Regions from separate parts of the Mus musculus genome. Here region 1 is linked to region 2. Evidence: chromatin contacts called from public HiChIP or PLAC-seq data. All regions are on one chromosome and are shown on one strand. The core of a region is the stretch at or near the end of the contact, and the rest is flanking DNA. Distances in the headings are between cores, read along the strand shown.

Region 1 (2,700 bases), core at 170-2,669, 470 kb after region 2:
GTGCTTTATTTAAAAGAGTTTAGAAAAAAAAATCTGGGTATTACAATCCTAATTGTTTTTCAATTAAATTCAATAGGCACCATAGAGTCACACACAAAGCAGTAAGTGTCTTCATAATCAAACTGTTTGCATTCTCACTGAGAAGTGTCTGGAATCTGTGGTCTCATTAACTGGAAGCATTCTTTGTCCTCATTTAGGCAGATAAGGCATCTGCTCCCTAATAACGATGCCACAGGGAAACTGCCTCCAAAATCATTTTGTATTTCCTTCTTGGATAAATTTGCCAAACTTTGTAACTTTGTAGGGTTCTCTCAAGAGAAAAGATAAATTTACATCCATCCAAAAATGTTGCTTCTAAATCAAATTGCTCCCAAAGTGTTTCATTTGCATACTCAGATGATGAAGCACAAAGTATAGTTCTGTTGTTTTTTGGTTTTTGGTTGTTGGTCTTTGGTTTTTGGTTTTTGGTTTTTGAGGGACTGGTGGTCAGAAATGTGTAGTGGCAGGGACTTAATCATAGTGATCCGGAGTTTACTAGCCCAACAAAATAGAAAATATGGGTTGGTGTCCTTCCTAACTTTTATGTTAACCTGACACAAACTAGTTATCTGGGAGGAGGAAGTCAACTGAGAAAATGCCTCCATCAGACCAGGATGTAGGCAAGCCAACAGGGCATTTTCTTAATTAGTGACTCATGGGGAGAGCTCAGCCCATGGAGGGTAGGGCCATCCCAGCACTGGTGTTCCTGAGTCTATAAGAAAGCAGGCTGAGCAAGCCAGGGGAAGCAAGCCAGTAAGCAGCATCAGCTCCTGCCTTCAAATTCCCGCCCTGTTTGAGTTCCTGTTCTGACTTCCATTAGTGATGAACAGTGATGTGCAGGAATAAGCTAAATAAGCCCTTTCTTTCCCTTTTTCTTTAGGTCATGGTGTTTCATCACAGCAATAGAAATCTCAGCTAAGACAACTAGTAAATGACATCACATGACTAATTAGAACTCATAGGTACATTTCCTGAAAGAGGAATGAGTTTTTCCTGGTTATTTTGACTCAGTTGCTATAAGACTGAAGTATTATAGTTTGAATATGAAATGTCCCCAGTAACAACGTTCAGAGGTGGGGCCATTAAGAAGTGATTGGACCATGGGGTTCTAACTTAGCCAGTGGGATAATGAGGCTCAAGTTAAGTATGTGCCTTCAAACAGACACCTGCTACTTGCTATGTGACTCTGGACAACTTTTTCAACATCCCTGAACCTCAGGGATGGATCTTCATTTATACTCAGTAGAATACTAATGCCTGACTTACAAGGCTGCTGTAAGACTTTGTAGAGCAGAGTTCATAGTTCCACAGACTGTTGAAGAAAAGCCTTCCTTAACAGCTGGAGGAAGTGGTCACTGGGGATGTACCGTTGAAGGCTGAGGTTTGATCTTGGCTGCCAATGAGGCTTTGTTCCACCACAAACTCCTTCTCACGCTGCTCTGCCTTAACATAAGCCCACAGCAGCCAGCCATGCAACCATTGACCAAACCTTTCCAAAGCCATGAGCAGAGTTCAATCTTCCCTCCTTTAAGTTGACTTTGCCTGGGAATTTTGTCACATTGATGGACAAGTGATTAACGCAACGGTCCACAAGTGTCAGGGCACACTATAGGCTTCATTCCATCCAAACGCCAGGTCATATCAGTTCTCTGTTTGGCCATTTTGCTTAGAGTTTAATCTGAACTACATTTCTTTACTTAAAAAGACAAAAATAAATGGATATGCTTCCTTTATTAACTCTTCCTTCTTGCCCCCACACCCAGGGGAGGCTATTGTAGATGGACATGTTATGAAAAAAATAACAGCCCTCAGACTCTTTAGAGATCTGCTGCACATGGCATTTAAGATGTTCAAGTTTTCCATAATAGACAGGCCCCTTCCTAATGGGAATCCCATGGTCTCTAAGGAAGACATATTGGGCGCAATGACTCTACCTGGATTATGGTAACACTAACCATTGGCTCACACTTCACCTGCCACCAGGACTCTGCCCAAACTGTGGATATTTTTGGGTTGATTGCCCTACTCTACCTGGTCAATGTCAAGTCAATTTCTCCAAGTTCCTCTATAGGAAAAATCTCTCTATAGGAAAAAGACCTGGGTCTGACAGCCATAGGCCAATGCTGTTCTGTAGTCACCTGAAGATTAAATGCTGTCCTGTATGACAGCTGAAGACCTACAACCACTGCCCCCAGAAAAACTGTGGAAATCACCAGAGCCTACGGTAACCTAGGTAATGGGTCTCAGTTGTTTTAATTGATTCATAGGCCAGTTAGATTATACTTCCAGCTATAGTTTATCTTTCTCAGATCTCTGATGGTTTGAGATCTGTAGCTTTAACAGCAGCAAGCATACTAGCCACTTCCCCAAGGCACGAACTGCCTGCTCAGTTTCCTTCATACATAATAACCAGGTCTTCTTTACCCTGAGACTCAGCTGAGAAAGACAGTTTACCTTGCGACCAGACTCCAAATAGAGATAAATTCACAAAACACATTTTAAAGTAAGTTTTTAAAAAATACTACACACACACACATACACACACACACACACACACACACACACACACACACACGATACACTGTAGCTGTCTTCAGACACACTAGAAGAGGGTCCATTACAGATGTTTGTGGGCCACCATATGGTTGCTGGGAATTGAAC
Region 2 (2,700 bases), core at 50-2,549:
GGAGAGACGGCCGATGCTTTCTGTTTTTTAACTCGCAGTTTCATACAAACTCTGCAAGGATTTCTTTGAAAATATAACATTAGGGGCTGGGAGATGGCTTTGTCATTAAAGTACTTGCCTTACAAGCTTAAGGATGTGAGTTTAAGCCCCAGAACCTACACTACAAAAAGCCAGGCCCCATCAACAGTCTATTCGTGATGGGGCAGAGCTCCCGAGGCCTCTCTGCTCCCTGAAGAGCTATTAGCAGTTAATGGCTGCTCAGTGGGGAGAGTGTCATCTTTAGTGGTGTAGACAATGACAAGCTGCTCATAATCTAGTAAATAGTCTCCCTGCTTATGTACATAACCCCAATGAGTTCCAGTGGGTCACACAAAAGGAAGTGGACAGGAGGGTGGCTCAGGAGAAGGGACTCTGCAGGAGCAGGAGAGGGACTGAGCAGAGGGAAGTTGATGGGCCTAGTCTTACATCATTAGCTGCTCTTACCACAGTCACCAAGCCTGTCACTTTCACTTCACCACCGTTCACGGTCCTGGCACCTGCTCACTGTTTCCTGTACAACATGTCATTTGATCCCCATAACAACCTCACAAGGAAAGAATAGCTCGCCTCACTCCGCAGACAAGGGCACCGAGGCTTAGGGAAATCACATCATTTCTTCAAGATTGGGCAGAGATTATGAATTGGGGACAGAGAGTTGGACTCCAGTCTCAGGGGACTCTAAGTTCCCACTTCGATCCCTATGGAGCACCGTGGCACATATAAAGAAACGCTTGAAAACCAAGCATCTATTGTAATCCTTTGTGACTACCACATATCTTCACACCCCCCTCTCAGCTAACCTCCCTTAGCTAACTAGTCTCTGAACTAGTTATCTCGTGTTACAACCAAGCAGCCAAAGCTCAGAAAGGGAACCTCATCCAGTGTGGATTTTGGTCTCTGCTGGAAAACACAGAATTCAGAAATACCAAGAGGCAAGAAAGAAAGAAAAATCACATTTCTCCAGCCTTTGTCCTCTCAGAAAAGTATCCCAGGATCTTTGTTTCCAAGAGAAGCCTTTCACTTAACCTCATTTGTCTCGATGAACTGCTCCTCTGACACGCCTTTCTATCATAGCTAAACTTTCAAAGGATGAGAAATATTTGGTACATCCTACAGTTAGTTATCTTTACCCATAAACTACTAGGCTGACTTCAAGTCCCTAGTAATCTCCAGCTTGTCATCCAAGAGGAGCAGACAGTGCTTACAGCCATACAATGCAGCATTGACTGGAAGGAAGGCCTGTGGAGCTTGGGAGTGTAGGACCACAGAGGGCTCAGCCCCTGGCCACTGCTCCTCTGAGGGCTCCCTTCTGTTTCTATCAGCTTTCATCATCCTTGACAAATCTCCAGCCTGTGTAAGACTCAGAGGAGTCAGGGTGGGAGCTGAGGCTTGCTCTACTAGTCCTGAATCGGAACCCACTCTACGTCTGCAGAGGTGCATCCTAACCCTAGTCCTGAGCAGAACAGTAGTTAGCTCCTAGAAATGGAGATATCTTAAATAACTCTTGTTTTCAAAGAAAATCATAGCTTCACATCATGTAATTGACAGTTCATTCGGGGGCTGGGTCCCGGTGGTGCATGCTTTTAGGCTTTTACAGTCCAACACTTGGGAGGAAAGGGTGGATATCTGTGAGTGATGCCACTGGACACAGGTCTGTGGATGAGCCTGAGCAACGAGAGAGGAGACAGGAGAATAATGGCTGCTGATATCCCTGAAGTGCCAGCTGGGCTCCTTCCTGGCCTTCTGTGGTGAGAGAGAACTCTTGGCCGGGGAGTGCGGGCTGGGGGTGCCGTTTTTGAGACTTGTGACTGCCTCTCCCTTCTGTTTGCCAGGGTTGCTCTTCTGCGCAGAGCCTTGGGGGTGTGCTGGTTCCACATGGAACCACAGGCAAGCGCCTACCTGAACCTCTGAACCACTGGCCACCATCCGCTCAGCCCTTCCCACCTGTGATTAAAGAAGACATGGTTATTTTAGAAAACACCCCAAAGGCTAGAGTTTAAGCCTTTTTAAGCTCAAGGGAAGCCTGGTCACCCTATTGCTGGCTTATAAAAAAAGAAGTGAAAAAAAAATCAGATTTACCAAAATCATAATTTTAAGGATTTAATGTTTTAATGAGTTTATGCTTTTTTTTTTAACCATGTAATGATTTAAAGTGCTATGATTTTATTATTGGCTGGTGAACTGTAGGATTCATAGAGAATATTCATGCATAGGTACCGTGCGCAGGGGTCCCATACTTAAGTGGCATGATGAGAGTGCCCAGACTATCTGAATTGCTTTACCACCTCACAAGGAGACAGTGACAAAAGCATCACTTACTAAACAATCAAAATGCCACCTTTGCCCCCCACTTGTAGGCTCTGGTTGGCTGCCTAACTTATCACTACTGACCAGACGCCAACAAAGCACCAGTTAAGAAACAGTGTTGCAAGCCAGGCGTGGTAGCCCATGCCTTTAATCCCAGCACTCGGGAAGCAGAGGCAGGTGGATTTCTGAGTTCGAGGCCAGTCTGGTCTACAAAGTGAGTTCCAGGACAGCCAGGGCTACACAGAGAAAAAAAAAAAAAAAAAAAAAAAAAACCAGTGTTACATACACATTAATTTATTTAATCCTCACGAACCTCCCCTGAGATTGGCACTACAATCACACAATTTTAAGATA

What was found. HiChIP or PLAC-seq counts read pairs in DNA pulled down with a chosen protein or histone mark.
Region 1: a contact with region 2 is called in an H3K27ac HiChIP or PLAC-seq map of T-cell acute lymphoblastic leukemia, with 9 times the contacts expected there. The contact joins two enhancer-like sites. A contact is called at or near these places in 11 of 39 promoter capture datasets (3T3-L1-derived adipocytes, the HPC-7 cell line, cranial neural crest and 7 more), 2 of 115 datasets of contacts at active chromatin or transcription factors (T-cell acute lymphoblastic leukemia and pancreatic cancer cells) and 2 of 9 other capture datasets (liver and macrophages).

Annotation. Positions count from the first base shown.
Region 1 is chr15:37,883,907-37,886,606 of GRCm38.p6, forward strand. No RefSeq gene overlaps it. Among named protein-coding and RNA genes, the nearest start is that of Gm35019, 23 kb to the right of the region's middle. Within about 2 kb of position 1,420, at least 18 of the 459 cell types and tissues checked have an H3K27ac peak or open chromatin away from gene starts, as enhancers often do. A contact at or near this core is called in T-cell acute lymphoblastic leukemia, where this site is marked.
Region 2 is chr15:37,418,507-37,421,206 of GRCm38.p6, forward strand. All of the region lies in intron 1 of Ncald (neurocalcin delta), which reads right to left. It overlaps Gm15941 (predicted gene 15941), which reads right to left. Exons shown (of 3, transcript NR_045283.1): 3 at 2,627-2,700. It also overlaps the pseudogene Gm8668. Among named protein-coding and RNA genes, the nearest start is that of 4930447A16Rik, 5.7 kb to the right of the region's middle. Within about 2 kb of position 1,300, at least 45 of the 459 cell types and tissues checked have an H3K27ac peak or open chromatin away from gene starts, as enhancers often do. A contact at or near this core is called in T-cell acute lymphoblastic leukemia, where this site is marked.